Linked DNA regions of Acanthopagrus latus: region 2 is linked to region 1. A link is a contact called in public Hi-C data. All regions are on one chromosome and are shown on one strand. The core of a region is the stretch at or near the end of the contact, and the rest is flanking DNA. Distances in the headings are between cores, read along the strand shown. Region 1 holds the start of tbxas1 (thromboxane-A synthase). Region 2 holds the start of si:ch211-1e14.1 (UPF0606 protein KIAA1549).

Evidence for each region. A called contact is a pair of places that touch in the nucleus more often than the background predicts.
Region 2: a contact with region 1 is called in a Hi-C map of muscle, with 4 times the contacts expected there. The contact joins the promoter of si:ch211-1e14.1 here to the promoter of tbxas1 in region 1. A contact is called at or near these places in 2 of 4 Hi-C or Micro-C datasets (liver and muscle).

Annotation. Positions count from the first base shown.
Region 1 is chr8:21,218,687-21,226,248 of fAcaLat1.1, forward strand. It overlaps tbxas1 (thromboxane-A synthase), which reads right to left and starts at 3,173. Exons shown (of 14, transcript XM_037105959.1): 1 at 3,020-3,173; 2 at 2,162-2,311; 3 at 1,697-1,790; 4 at 1,230-1,282; 5 at 1,008-1,104; 6 at 783-899; 7 at 303-391; 8 at 63-211. The coding sequence starts at 2,262.
Region 2 is chr8:21,360,882-21,368,443 of fAcaLat1.1, forward strand. It overlaps si:ch211-1e14.1 (UPF0606 protein KIAA1549), which reads left to right and starts at 3,913. Exons shown (of 25, transcript XR_005076625.1): 1 at 3,913-4,248; 2 at 5,286-5,577. It overlaps hipk2 (homeodomain-interacting protein kinase 2), which reads left to right. Exons shown (of 16, transcript XR_005076410.1): 16 at 1-1,853.

The DNA of each region.
Region 1 (7,562 bases), core at 1,923-4,422:
GTGACAAATGCCAGCTAAAAACGATAAATATACAAACACCAGCATAAATCGATTGGACTGACTGAAAAACAGCATGATGGGCCTGAAGAAAGAGAAGGAGAAGAACATCTGTGCGTGGCGGACGAACGGGTCGTCAGGGTTGTTCTGCGAGTCCACCTGTGTTGCGAATGCCACACTGGCGATGACATCCATGGTGAAGCAGCCAAAACACCTGCAGGAACAAGTACACAAAAGAAATATAACAGAGGACAGAAAAGGACACCGTAATTCTAATAACATATGTTCATTGTGCGTGTGATTACTTGTGGATGTCAAAGGCCTCTCCCGACTCAGCATAAACATTCAAGTTGTTCATCAGGGCATCGGTGGCTGTGTTGATGAGCGGAACCATCTACAGGAAAACATAAGAGACAGTAACAGGGAAGACACACATCAATCTGCCACCACAACAATTAGGAAAAGGTCAAACAAACAAACAAATAAAGCATCCTAACACTTTACAGCTGGCAAAAAGCCTTTGTAGATCAAAATACCAGTAAATACAAACAGTGGATGGACACTAACTGCTCTAAGATGTAAATAAAAGATGAACGTGTGGTGCGCTTTTAAAGCAAACATGCAGTAAACACTGCAGGGATGAATATTTTAAGTTACTCCTGGCTGAGTGTGTGCGAAAGTGTTGACAGTAAGACAGGAAAGGGCCTATTCAAACAATCTTTGGTGCATGGTGCGTGTGGGCCGTGTCCAACTCCCTTTTGATAGCTAAATGGCGCTTAACTCACCTCCTTCATCTTGGCAGCACTGAATGACGGGGTCAGGATGCTCCGTACTCTCTTCCAGTGTTCGTTCCTCAACATGAGCAGACAGTCGCTCATGGGCTTGGTGGCAAAGCGTATAGTCTGCACAGAGAGCGAGAGAGGAGAGTACAGATCAGCTCATTGAAGTTTATTTCAGAATCACATGTGAATACATGGTGTACATGTGCCTGCACTGGCAAATGTGCTCACCATTCTGTTTGGAAAGCTGCTGAAGTCCCTGACCATAATTTGTCTCAGCATGTCAGGGTCTGCTACCACCACCACTGGTCTGCGGGCCAAATAATACCTGAAACACATCAGGGAGAGTCAGATCGAAGACCCTTGTGCTTCTAACAGCTTTTCTTACAAGCAAGAATTCACTGAATTTTCCAGTGTGCTGATACTGATGTAGAAGTTACTTTTTCTACTTACCCACAAACTCTGCCATGTGTCTTTATGAGTTCAGTCATAGGTTTGAAAAAACCCTGCAAAGAAAGGTGATGTCAGTTGTGAATGTTGATCAAAACCCTGCCAGGCCACTAGAGGTCACTGGTTAGGCAAGCCAATGCTGGTAGAAGAGGGAATAATACCCAGAATCTAGTCTGTGAGGGAATTATCAGGCCATCTCAAACAAACTGCAGAACTACAAGCCCAATCCTTACTGAGTGAGACATCAGCTAACACGCCCCAAAGGAAGGTGATGAATTCTGCTGGTTTTCTAGATGCTTCTTGAGACCTACAGGGGCAGGGCCACCGAGACTGATCGGCTGAGTATTAATTAAATCACATGCTATACAGAGACACATCCAAATACCATAAAACCTGCAAAATCATTATTTGATGTTATATGTGCATAAAAAATATATATTTGTCTTAACTAAAGAGTGTTTCTGTCTTACCTGGCGAAACATGAATATGTTTCCGTAGAAAGGTATTGGCTTTGGATGTTTGATGCCACATCGAGAAAGGACTGAAAAGGGGTAAACTGAATACCTAGAAAACAGAAAAAAAAAGCAAAGAGAATGAAAAATATTTTGTTTCCACCCTTTGTTTAATTAATACAGTCTTTTGCCCAATCACCCCATCAAATCTTGCATGTTGACTGGTGTTTGTTTGAGCAAACAAAGCAGCATGATCAACTTGTTAGTTTGTTATCTGTCTGGACTAGAATATTTTTAAGGTCCTCCTTCAAGAGCTTCCCAAAATAATGCAATCAGAAACGTCAGCGCTTCAAAGCCTTAAAACATCAGATAGTGTCGACTGATTGAGTGCACTGACTGTCTGTAAGGGCTTGCTGCATATGCTTTGTGTTTGGCACGAGCTGCAGCATCACAGACAGACTAGGATTCAAACCATTTACTCACCAGTAGAGAAGACCCAGAAAGATGAGGAAGAGGCTGAGCGTCACGGAGAACCCACTGGCGTTGACATGGAACATGTTGAGAAAGTCAACCACAGCCTCCATAATGTCAAACTTCTCTTTGCTCTCCACTGCTACAGCCAGATTAAAGTTCCTTAGGGCAAAGAGGGGAACAGAAAATAATTGGGACAGTGTAACAAAAAGGATTTTAACAAATCACGAGGTTACAAGAAAAAAAAACCATTTGCCTGTCTCCAAATATTGCGTGGTTAACATCTTACATATCATAACACAGTTGATAACACAAAGCTTACTTCTTCACAATGAGGAAAGCAGATGGAAGTGGGATAGTGATGGTATTTATTTGTGGGTTGTGCTCTCAGACTGGTTAGTCTACCACAGATAGGTGTGTCGGTTTTACGAAACTAAATTCTTTGTTGAAGATTTGTTTAAGCAGCTTTGTCAATCCGACCTTTCCTCTGCATTTTAAACAGTGTGCACAGGTCAATCCCTCCTACTGGCACACAAGTGATGCTTTGGGACCTGTTAACAGGGCTGTGTTGAAGGGAAAACAACTACGAGTATCATTGCTACGGCTGAAGCACACACCTTCAAACAGCTACCATACAGCTTGTCTTTATTTGAGCTGAAGAACAGCGTTTAAAACCCCGAGGTGATGCTGTAACGTAGGTCATGTGTGATGCTAGGCTACTAGCTACAACCAAATAAATGAGGTCGTCCCCTCGTGTATCACTCCGCTGCACGTCGGGTCACGTTTTCATGAACTGTGTCAGCGCCATTCTTAAATGTGGAGCACTTTAGTGTTTAATTAATGAGAAAAAACTGATGTGTGTTCACTCACCTTATTTCCCTTCACTTGTCATTATTGTTGTTATGATGCCCTTCTTCGTCCGCGTCCTCTCAACGTTACGCAAGCTAGTAGAAATCTGAGCCGCATACTGCCACCTACCGCACGGGAGCGCATTGCAGCCAACACCACTTTATGGACGCGTGTAGGCCGATATATTTGGGCTGCTGTTGGAGGTAACGGTGATATACTGCCCCCCCCAAAAAAGTAGAGAAGTTCTTGGTGCTGATGTTTGATGGCGAATGTGACAGCTTGAGTTGTTGAAGCCGTCTTACTTCCTCCACTTCTTTGGTTTCCTCAATCCCCAGACAGTGATGGACTCAAGTCTCTGAGGAAAATCACCCAGAGACTTGAGTCCTGCTCACACAGCTTCTCCTCAGAGTCCAGCGTCTGTTCAAGGCCTTAAGCTCTGTGGAGAGCTCAGGGTTGAGAGAGATCTGAACAACAAGCTAGGTTTTCAGCTCCTCCTGTTGTCTCTCTCAATGTTCCTCCTTCTCCAGGGTGTTTTGCTGGAGATTACTGAGGTCACCCTGCTCTGCCCTCAGGTTGGTAACCACCTGCAAGGCTTTGGACATTGTGTCCCTGTGAGTGTTGACTTCTGTCTATTGGTCCTGCTGCAGTTTCAGACTGCTGTCTCACAGTGATGATATCAGTTTCATACCTATGATGAGATAAGATAAGTATAAAGATGAGCATACTACACAGTAACTGTCATTGTATGTACATATTTTTTGCCATTTATAATAAATACCTGAGTCTGATCTCATTGCTGATCTGATCCAGTTGTTTTTGAAGAACATTGTTCTTGTCCTTCTCCACCTGGAGCTCAGCTTGATACTTCTCACTGATTAAATGGACAACTTGGAGCTCTTCATAGTCTTTATGAAGGTCCTTTTTCTTCCTCTGCCTGGTGTTATCTCTTACCTGAGTAAATATCTTTGTGTTGCTGAGAGTTTCATCATCGCTGTACTTTCTCAGTCGCTCCAGCTCTCTGGTGGCTTCTTTCCTCTTGTTGATGTACATTTTTTTCTGGGCTTTCTGCTTTTCAGCTGCTCTTTGGTTTCTTCGAGCTCTTGGAGAAGTCTCTGCCGAGACATGTCTGTGTGGTGCTCGCTAGAGTACTCCATTTCTTTTGGTTGGTATATTGTGTCTCAGAAAAATACTGTGGAAAGTACTGTCTCTGACGAGCTGATCGAGTCCAGTTGTTGTTAGTGCTTCTCTCTCATGTTTTCATGGCTGTGTCAGTGGAAGTTGAAGTGTGGGCCTGAAGAAATGTCCTGTAAACCCGCAGTTTATATAGACCTGCTACAATCGAATGCTGGCATGACGACTGGATGATTTCACACACATTTGTTGTGCTTTGATGTTTTCTCAGTTTCCTTGATTTCTCCCGAGCAGATGAGAAGGATGTCTGACCACAGGATGAGAGGAGAGAGACAGACAATAACCTGTGTTTCACTCAAATAAGGCAGTAAGTCCTGACTAAGACTTCAAAAGTAGCAAAGGTGATATGAAGATGTCATAAGCTGAAAGTAACATAACTACAAACTCTCTGACAATAGACATTAAAGTTGGTTTATTTAGAGATGATGGAGTCAGCAGGAGAAATGTGGTCAACATCCTGATGTCTGTCAATTTAAAGAGGGACTGAGATGTTCACTGAACCACTCTCAGCAGACCTCCTGCTGTCAGACCCCGAAGAGTATCTGAAGGGCCAGTGAGTAGGCCAGTATCAGAACATGAACATGACAACATGACATATATATGAATATATGGATATGAAGCCTGAAATTTGAGAGGGTGACATATCAAATGTGTCTCATATTTTTGACACACTAATCCATTATTAGAACTTGACAGTTTAAATCACTGAACAACTTCAATTTGTTTTAGATACACAAAACACACAAAACACCCCTCCGACACAACTCATGGGTCATTTTATCTATATCTATTAGCAGTTCTCATCATATTTAATTCACATGTGTGTACTTTGAGTAGTTTCAGTAGAAAAGATACAATAGTCAGATAACACTTTTTAAGAATTATTGTATTCATCCTGACTGATATAGGTAGGCTGTGATTGGGCCTGTTTATCTGTCACCCAACTGTGCAGCTCTGCACCATCACTGACACAGCATAGTGCAGGTGTGTCACCTTTAGGTTGAGTCCACTGACATTTTGACATTATGATTAAACAGAATAGACTTAGTAGCAAGTTTGAAGCGCAAAGAGCCGGGTGACAAGAAAAGCGTCTAGCTGAAAGTTTAAAACAAGATTGAAACGTAGTAGGTGTAACCCTTACATTTGCTCAGTCCAAACTTTGATCACTGGGTTTTGAAGCATGTTGGTAGGTTATGAGGAAGGATTCTGCATCTGATAGGATAAAATGTTTATGACAATCAAGAGAACCTGTGGCAGTGGCTAAATCCTCAAGCTATTTTCTTGCAATGCAAAAGACCTAAATGCAACCCCTAGAGAGCAAAATGGTTGTAGACATACAGTATAAAAAAAATAAAAAAAAATCTGCTAAAACCATTGGGTTGCAGTTCCTGAAATGTCCTGTAGAGCGCATTCACACACCATATTATCTTTATCTTGCAGACGATGGCCCTGATGATGGGTAACAACATCTGCTTCAGGATCAGCGGTAAACACAGAGACCTTTATCCCACTGAAGACCACAGCTAAATCAATAACTAATGCCTTAAACACGTCAATACATTTTGCACCAACAAGCAAATTCAGACATACATCTTTAGTTAAAAAACAACAGTTGACACCATTTATTTAATGACATGACAGCACAGTTGTTGTCAGATTTCAACATGTGACAGGGACCACAAGATGATCATATTCTCAGAACTAATAAAATGTCGTAATGTATTCTAATTATTAACTGCATAACACATTAAGAGCGTGCATTAAAACAAAACTGTCCATCTTCTCATTTAAGTTTGGATGAATGGCCATTTGGGTCAGTTTTATTTAGAAATTAAGAAAAAATGAATGTGCATGTCACTGTTGTTCACTGTGGCCTCTACGCCTCCCTGTTAAACTATGAGAAGTCACATACGCTGCACAGACACACTGAGAAAATTGCTCACTGCTCCGTAAGTGTCCACAGCATGAAATAACGCAAATGTCATTCATCTTGAGCTGAGTTCTTTTTTTCACATATTTAAAAAGAAGAAAAAGTGTTTTTAGGGCAAAACAAAGAGGGTGAGCAGTGCTTGCAGTGTTCATACTGCTGATGTTCACAGTGGCTATTTTGGTGAGCTCGACTCCGAGGAAAAATGAACCAGCGGGGCAACTGGGCTTTTTGAATTTAGATGACACGGCGTCCTAATTATGCAGACTCAATGATGGTTACTTATCCGAGTCCTTTGAAACAAAACTGACTCAGCAAGTTTTCTGTGTGTGTGTGTGTGTGAGTGTTTGTGAAACTGTGTGTGTGTGTGTGTGTGTGTGTGTGTGTGTGTGTGTGTGTGTGTGTGTGTGTGTACATAAAGAGGCATGGTGTCAAGATCTCATTCCTGACTTGAGTACCATGAGCGCTTTAACTCACAAATTGATTTGGCACTTTGTATAGTTTCCAAAGTCTTCAGCAGTGATAGACTCTTCACATATAACTGAATCAGGCATCCAGCTGTTTACCTTTGGCCTCAAGGGTCGAGCTTTTTAGGAACCGCCATCGAAGGTGGACAGAGAAAAGGTCTGAGATAACAACAAAGATAAAGACAGTTATGGACTTAAAAAAGGATTACATGGGGATTTAGAGGAGGCTCTCTCTCTCTCAAAGTTCACTCTCCCAAAGTAGAGATGCACAATATTTCTGGTCTGATAAACATCTGACATCCTTTGCACAGCAGGCAGCCATGCAGCAATAACAATGGGAGCTGGAGTGGCATTAAGCTATTAATAGTGAGACTTTCTGAGGAAGAAATGAGGAGTTGGGTATGGCCTGCTCCGAGGACCGCCAGAGGGCACTGGGAGCCTGAAATGAAACATTATGAAGACCCCTCTCCCCCCACCTCTGCTGGACTATTACCACTCAGACAGCCTGAAGCCACTGGGTGTCAATGTTTGACGTATGGCTGAATGCAGTCTAAAAGCAGTGTCGCTGAGATGCTGCACAGTTAGTGGCGCAAATAGGCACATGGTCAAGTATATGCAATGCTGTCATTTCTCTCCAAGCAAGTACTGGCTTGTGTCCCATTCTGATGCTTTTCACAGACTTTTAGACCCATTTAAACCATCTAAAGTTGTTGCAGGCTCCACCAGGCCAGATTCTGTCGGACAACCTTTAAAGGGGCAAAACACCTTCAGGAAGGCTTCCGTCACACAGAGTCGTAGCCTGCTGTTTCATCAATATGTACTTTTCCTACATAATAATCTAAACTTAAAGAGAAACGTAGTTTTCTGTACTTTATTTCCAGGCAGTGCTTGTTAGAGTTGCCTCTAAACACGTAATCTCCTAAGTCAAGATATCAGAGAAAATATTTGTGCACTTAGGACTTGTTGAAGTTTATTAAAT
Region 2 (7,562 bases), core at 2,663-5,162, 140 kb after region 1:
CCAAAATGTGCTTAAGTAGAGTGTAAAAATTTGTTTTGTGTTGTTGAGGTGAGCGTAGCCTTTCCCAGCCGGCGACTTCATTGTTAGAGTACTGCCTTCCAAAAAAGACAACAATACCTCCAAAGGTTTATGGTGACATTTAAAATTAGAGACAAGTAAGTAAGGCAGTAATTCACTCTCCGGCATTCAAACCTCCAACTTATCTTGTGGCGTTATCGTGGATATTCCTCCTCCTGGCACTTTGGGGACAATGGGAAACATTTCTGAGAGCACGATGGCGCACCGTGCTATGCCGGTCTGCTTCAGACAAACTCCTTCAAAGCCCAGCGAGAAGGGAACGGACGAACCCGCACACACTCGTACAGCGTAAACCGTTTGGCAAAGTCGCTGCTGTTTTCCAAAGTACAAAGGGGGTTAGGAAGAGATGTTAGGTGGATCAATCATGAGCTGATGTACTATCCGTCACCAGGAAATTCATAATCTAGTTACACAAGCATTCTTAAAGCCCTTTTTGGATGAGAGTGTATGGGTTTTATTTTTTTGCGGTTTTTTTTTCTTTTTGTTTTTTAACCTTTGTTTAAAGGAGAACTGCTCCTTTTGCTGGCTGTTCCTTGGGGGAATTCAGGGTGAGGTGGTCAAGGTTTGATGCCGTCACTGATAGAGGGTGCCGGAGATCAAAATGTGTGAATTCAAGAACCAAAACCGATTCAAGTACTACTACTATTTTCAATTATTTAAATTGGTGTAAAAAAATAAAAAAAAATAAAAAAAAACAGGCAAGGATATGGGTTTACACATACCAACGTAAATCCTTTACTTCTCCACATTTTATGATCCAACTTTACTGAAATGTAGCTTTTCCCATCTTACTTTTAGAGAGAGATTTCTGACCAAACACAATTATTTTTATGGTGTCAATGAATGGAATCTAGAAGTGGTTGACCAAAGCTACATTCAAAGCCAGATTCACCTGCAAAAAATATTCATTTGGGGATTAGAAGTCGCTTGGAAGTCAAAATTAATTTTGGTACAAACTTCTAACAGTAAATGAGTCTATCTCGAGTATTAGTGCAAGTTTTATATCAGTTATTCAAGTTTTCTAAAAACCTAAGAGTGCATCAAACCCTGACCCCCTTTTGTGTCCATTGCTGTATGGTTTTTTCAATGGTGTAAAATCTCATTCTTTGTCGATAAAGCTAATGTGTGCTGCAGTATTTCCTAGTATACTTCTCTGTTAACTGTCTTTTCTTATTTGCTCTTTGTTTCACTGGGGTGTGGCGTCTCATGATTTCAATTTGTTGATGTAGCGTTCTATGTATACCCTGTTCCTTAGCTTAATGTTATTAAGTATGTTATGAGAATGGATATTTTACTGGCTTTATAGAATGTCTAAATAAATATAATAATGACAATAAGAAGAAGGATTAATTAAACCTCCTAACAAGTTGAGTACTTGCTACTAAGCGCTTGTGTTACCATTATGATGTTGTGTGCTTCTCTTAATCATTTTCGTTGTAGAAAAATGGAGTGAATTTATATTAGGCTTCGAAAAAAACTAATGATAGCATTGTAAATTTTACAGGAGGATTTTAACAGACAAACAGCTTCGTCAAATAGAAGAATATAGTTATTTTAATTGTCCTCTTAACTAACTATAGGGTGAGAAGGGGCTCGCGTTGTGGTGAACTATGTTATAGCTTGTTATTCACTGTTACTTTTGATCATTTTTTCGGTCTCCGAGGTGAATCGAGTTATTAATGAGAATTTGTATGCTCACATATGCATATTGTATATGTGTAGAAAATGTAATCACACTTTGTCTTGGATTTACATTAAACTGTTAAGTCACGGCACCAGTCTCCTGTTTTCCTACTGTGGTGTTTATGTGTGTCTGCGCTGGAGGTGTGTTGTGAGGTGGCTGAGCACATTAACTCAATATGTTATAAAAAAGCATATATAAAGCAGATGATTATTCCGAAATGCCAAGATGGTTTGCGTGCATGGAAAAACAAACATTTAAAGGCCACGCAAGCCCACACCACTTACTCTGTCTGATTAGACCTTACATCGATGTTGGGCAGCGCCATCCTTGGAATTACATGAGGTCACCAGGTCATCAGGGCAGCTGTGGCTCCAGGGTAGAACGAACATCTTGTTATTAGAAGGTCGCTGGTTTGATTCCGCTGGTCTGCATGTTGAAGTGTCTTTGGGCAAGATACTGAGCCCCACACTGCTCCTGATGTGCTGGTTGGCATCTTGTGTGTGATCAGTGTGTGAATCTATGTAAGTCGCTGTGGACAAGTGTCTGCTAAAATGCCCTAAATGTGAATTTATCTATTACAGTGATTAAGCTAACAAAGGTAACAGGTGAACAGGTACATTAAGTGATAACAACTGTGTTGGTAGACCATGGTTGTGTAGCAGCTAAAGAGTGGAAGTTACTATACTTCGGGACCGAATTGGACTTATTTCATAGAGTCATCTGAAGCATGTTCAAGGGAGGTCAAGGAAACCGTCCCTCACTGCTCGTAAGCCTTCTTCAAGTGGCACTGAGCAAGACACTGAATCTAGAAAAAGGAAGCAGAAAAAAAATGGAAAGAGACAGAAATTCTGCTATGTTAAAAACGCAAATTAAGAATACATAACTACAAAGGACACATCCACAGACACAGCATTGTGTAAAGTATGAAAAGTAAATGTAGACATGATACAGATACATAGCAAATCTGATTACTAATGTCATTACTAATACATTATGCATGCATTGTATTGTAATTGTTGCTCAAGGTAGAGGTATTATATCCACTAAACCAATAGGTAGTTTCAGATCCTGGAGGGTAATTAAGCCATGCAGTGGCTAGAACTATGATAAATACACTGGGATTAAAAAAAAAAAAAAAAAAAATCATTCTTTGCCTTATATGACTATGAATACAGAAGCATGAGTTAATAACTAACACGTGAGTGTTAGTAGAAGCACCTTAGCATTGTACATAAATACAGTGGCTAGGTCATCATAATTACTAGTTACATGATATGTATAATATTTTTCTTTAGTGGAGAGATGTAGGCTATGTTTTGTGTGAGACATAGCGACATTGAACGCACATATATAAGTATAAGTATAAGTATAAGTATATTTTCAGATCTGAATTCAGATTTTACAGCTAGATAGAGCTGAAGGCATAAATCAAGCAACATTTTGTTTACCTGCCGCTACAATGAAAAATAGAACTAATTTATTTAAGCTATACATAGCAACATCAGAGTTTCAGGATTTAATTTTTATCATGACACAATACCTGTTAAATGTTTATAAGGGGTTAATAAGATAAATCAAACTTATCCTGCATCATTAACATCAGCAACGTCATCATGTCACACTGCCACTAGGTGGCGATGTGCACCAAAGTGTTGATGCATGCAAACTGGCACTGACGTGATTAGGTTATGCTGATCATCTTCATTTATTTTCAACCACACAAACGATGTTTAAATCATGCACCAGGGGAGCTCCATCTCCGGCTCTTTGCGATTCGGAGCCTTTACTTCCCGACAGAAATCATGCATTACGCATATAAACTAAGTGCACATCCTTTCTGTGGCTTGTCAGATGATAAGTGTAAACATTGCGCTTAAATAGGCTTATATAATGTTGATGAGACTGCAAAAATAAAAAAGGCAGAGAAGCGCACCAGCCATTAGCCAAGCCTAGACCAAAGAAAAGCCCAGTGTCAGTTTGATAAGTTGAATGATTTCCCTCAGCATGGCAAGACGCTACAATGCACCCAGCCAATAAAACAGGCTGACGGTGATATATCCATCCACGGCTATACCTTGCTGAGCCGAGTGCATCATCGCATGAGGCAACGTTGCCGTGGAAGCCGCAGACGCCAGCCGAGGAGGGCCAACCTAATTTTTAAACCCCACTTTGACGGAGGGGCGCTGCAGCCAGTGAGAGCGGCTTTCGATACATTAGAGGCTAATCAGATCAGCCGGGGGGCGGGACTAACCCAATCCTCAGGACGAGAGAAGGTAACTGTTACCAAAAGAGTGTCAGATGGAGCCAGCTACCAGCTCGTGCGCAGAGCGTTTACACTGAAATCACTTCAAAAGCAGGCAGGTGGTTTCATGAAGGTTGAAGACGAAAACAAGGACAGTGTTTTTATTTCATCCAAGGATATGTTCTCGTCACCCAGACAAAGGAACTAATAGAGTCGGAGCTCCTTTTTTTTTTTTTTTTTTTTGGTAAGTCTGAATGCGCAGCTATGAGCAGGCTGACAGGAATGGCTGAGGGGAAAAGGAGAGAAAACTGCCGTTATCTGTGCACTCGGAGCTAGCTTTGGGAAATGATACCCAAGTGTGTTAGCTAACCTGTTTTGAGTATGTTGCTGTGGCGCTCAAATGAGAGGTGTAAAGTGCTTTGTCTCGCCGTGTGAAGAGCCACATGACCGTGAAACTTGAAAGTAACGGGACGGGATGTAGGACAAGAGACTGTACTGTACCATCATGAGACGCTTCGAGAGACAGCGACTGAGAGCTAGCCATACAGCCGGGGGATGAAGTCTGTGCTCGGCGTCCTATTATGCCTTATTCACCACGTTACACCTATTATCCGCCTATGTGGAGTCATAGCTGGGTAGTTTATCTAGCTGTTGATGGGATGGTGATGCCTCACATGTGTTTGTTTGACTAACATTACCGTTAAGTTCTAATGACCTGGTTAGCCATGTGCATGAAATGTTTCCTCTCACACTATGAAAGCATTAGACGAGCATGTGTTCATGCCCCTAGTGCTGTTATTTATTTCAACATGGGATATGAAGTTGTTTTTCCCTATGATATCCTATTTCATGTGGAGAGATGTAGCCTTTATTGCGCGTCAGACATGATGACATTGAACGCACCAAAATCATTGTTTTGTTTTTTTTTAATACAAAATAAAACAAATCCATCTTAATAACATAGATAGGGGTAGGTGCATAGATAAAGCCAAATGAAGTTGATTACCTAGCAATGAAATTGCAAATTGAAACAGATTATTTCCAATTAGAAGTGACCCAACTTTCCTTTGCTCAAATCAGCCTCTTCTTTAATTTCAGATGAAAGGTGTATTGTGTGTTTTGGCGTAATATTAATAGAGCATGTGCTTATGTGCTCTCCAGTGCAGTATTTGTTGTTTCCAGTGAATGGCTGATTAATGGAGTGATGGTCAAGTAGTGTCAGCAAATGCAAGCAGTTGCTCTGTTTTGAGGGTCACAGTGTTGTTCTTTTGTGTTCAACAGCTATTCTTCATCACGAGCACATGTTATGGAAGGAGGGGCCTTAAACTAAAGAAGACCAACACAGGCAACCTGAAATAACCCGAACCTCGAGTTTTCTCTTTGGAATGAATCCTCTCTCCTTAACTGGGTGAAATGCCTTGACCTAACACCCACCATACCATGGCAGGTTTAGTCTCCTCTGTGGGTTTAATGGTGATGTTCAAGGCTCTTATGCATGCCCATGGCCAGCATGCAGTGTTCCTGGGGATGACGGTGTTGGTAACGGTGATAGCAGCGGACTCACCTGTTGCAGGTAAGAGAGCACCTTTCGCTGACTCACACAACATGATCCACTAATTTGTACCTTGTGTTATGTAACTGAAACATTCTAGTGTCTTGTTCAACGTTCACTCAGCTTTGAAGAGAGGTATTGACAAGTGATAGCCACCAAGTTCAGTTCAAGTGGCACTTAGGATAAACCAATTTTGAAGTAAAAATACAGATTCAGTTGGTCAAATTTAGTATAAGAGTCAAAAAAAGTGAATATAGTTCATGTAAAAGAGTAAGGTCAAAATATGGTAACTCAACCCATGTCTTTATGGTGTTTATCAGTCAAGCATAATGAATAGGTGTAAAAATTGCACTTAACCAAATGTCAACATTAAAAACCTCTTATTTCACTGCAGACAAATGTCATAATGGCATCCAAGATCCACCCTAGGTTGTAACCAAGGTTATCATGATCTTTGTCTTGATGGATTATTCTGGTAATGGTTACTTTCCTCTTGATGCCTGAGCTAGAGAGAAATCAGAGGCCTAGAGCCATCTATCCATTGCCTAAGCTGCTTGTCTACCAAACTTCCTAAAAAAGCCTCAACTGCCTCATTTTTTTCCCTCGACCTTTGACCTAGAGTACATTTTCTGAGCTTGAAACCACATTTTCAGCAGCACTTCACACACAGTCAGATCTAGGAGATGCTTAGTACAACCACAGACTTGTTTGTGAGCAAGTGAGCAGCTGCACGGGAGCATTTGAGGTCATGATGTGCCTTGCTCAAGGCCAACCTAACCAGCAACCTTCCATCATAATCTTGCTGCCCTAAGTTTTAGGCCATGGTTGCCAAATTCTTCTATTTAAAGCTGTTCATCTACTCAAAGGGACAAACTGATGTGATGGATGACATTGACACAAATAGTGCAACCTCTGTTTGTTTTGCCTTTAGTTTAGTTGTGTATGTAGTGTTGAAACCAATGTGTCTCTATCTGATGAGCATTAACTTTGATGATTTTCAAGTAAACAGTCATGGCAGCTGTGTGACCTTGAATAGTTGTGCTATTCATAATAATGATACTCAAATGTTTGATTCTGGATTTTCACAGGAGATGAAGTGGCTCTATCCCTTCAGTACACAGACAGGAGCGGTAAACCAATTTCCAGTAATTAGAGAAAGAGAAAGGGTTTAAATCCGTCCACTTGATGGGTGTTTTCCCCGGGCTTACTTTTATGGATAGTGACATGATCCCACCAAGACCCCTCCCCCACACATTGCCCCATGAAATGAACATGTTTACAGAGCAGCCAACAAGTCATGATATTACATTGTTATGGGATTATGTTGTAAATGCCAGGGTGAAAGCCTTGCGCAGGACAACAGTAAATCTTAAACTCGCACTTTAAGCATAAGATTCACAGCCTTTTAAAGTTTGTTGAATAATAATGTGGGTTACCTACTTTCATCAGCTTTCCCCTAATGCATGTAGGGGGTTGTAGAAAGAGAACCCAAGTCATATTTTATATTTTGTCTGACTAGTGACCTGGTGTTGACAAAATACAGCGTAAGGAATACTTTCTTTGGACTCGGGATTTATCAGGTTCTTTGAACTCTTCCAGGAAGATGTTTTCTGGGCAGTAGTCCTGTGGTAGACTGCAAACTATAGGAATGTGATTATTTGCATAATGGGAGCATCATGGAAAAGTTGTTTTTTTTTGTTTTTTTAGAAAAAATCTTGCATTATTAAAATCAGTCAGTTCTTTGCAAAGTCTTACATATAACAGCTGGACAAATGTCTACTGTAAGTCAGGTGTGCAGCAGTAGTAATTAGTACAGTAAGCCTTGCCATGTAGACCTTGCTGCACTACTGTACATAAAAAGCCTGCCGCATGATAAAGTTAGCACACTTCTCTCACAGTATGTTGGCCATTACACGTCAGCATACGTTAAAATTACACATCACTGCAACACCAGTGTTCATTTTTACAAGTTAGATAAGCAAAGACAAATGCCATAACTTGTCATG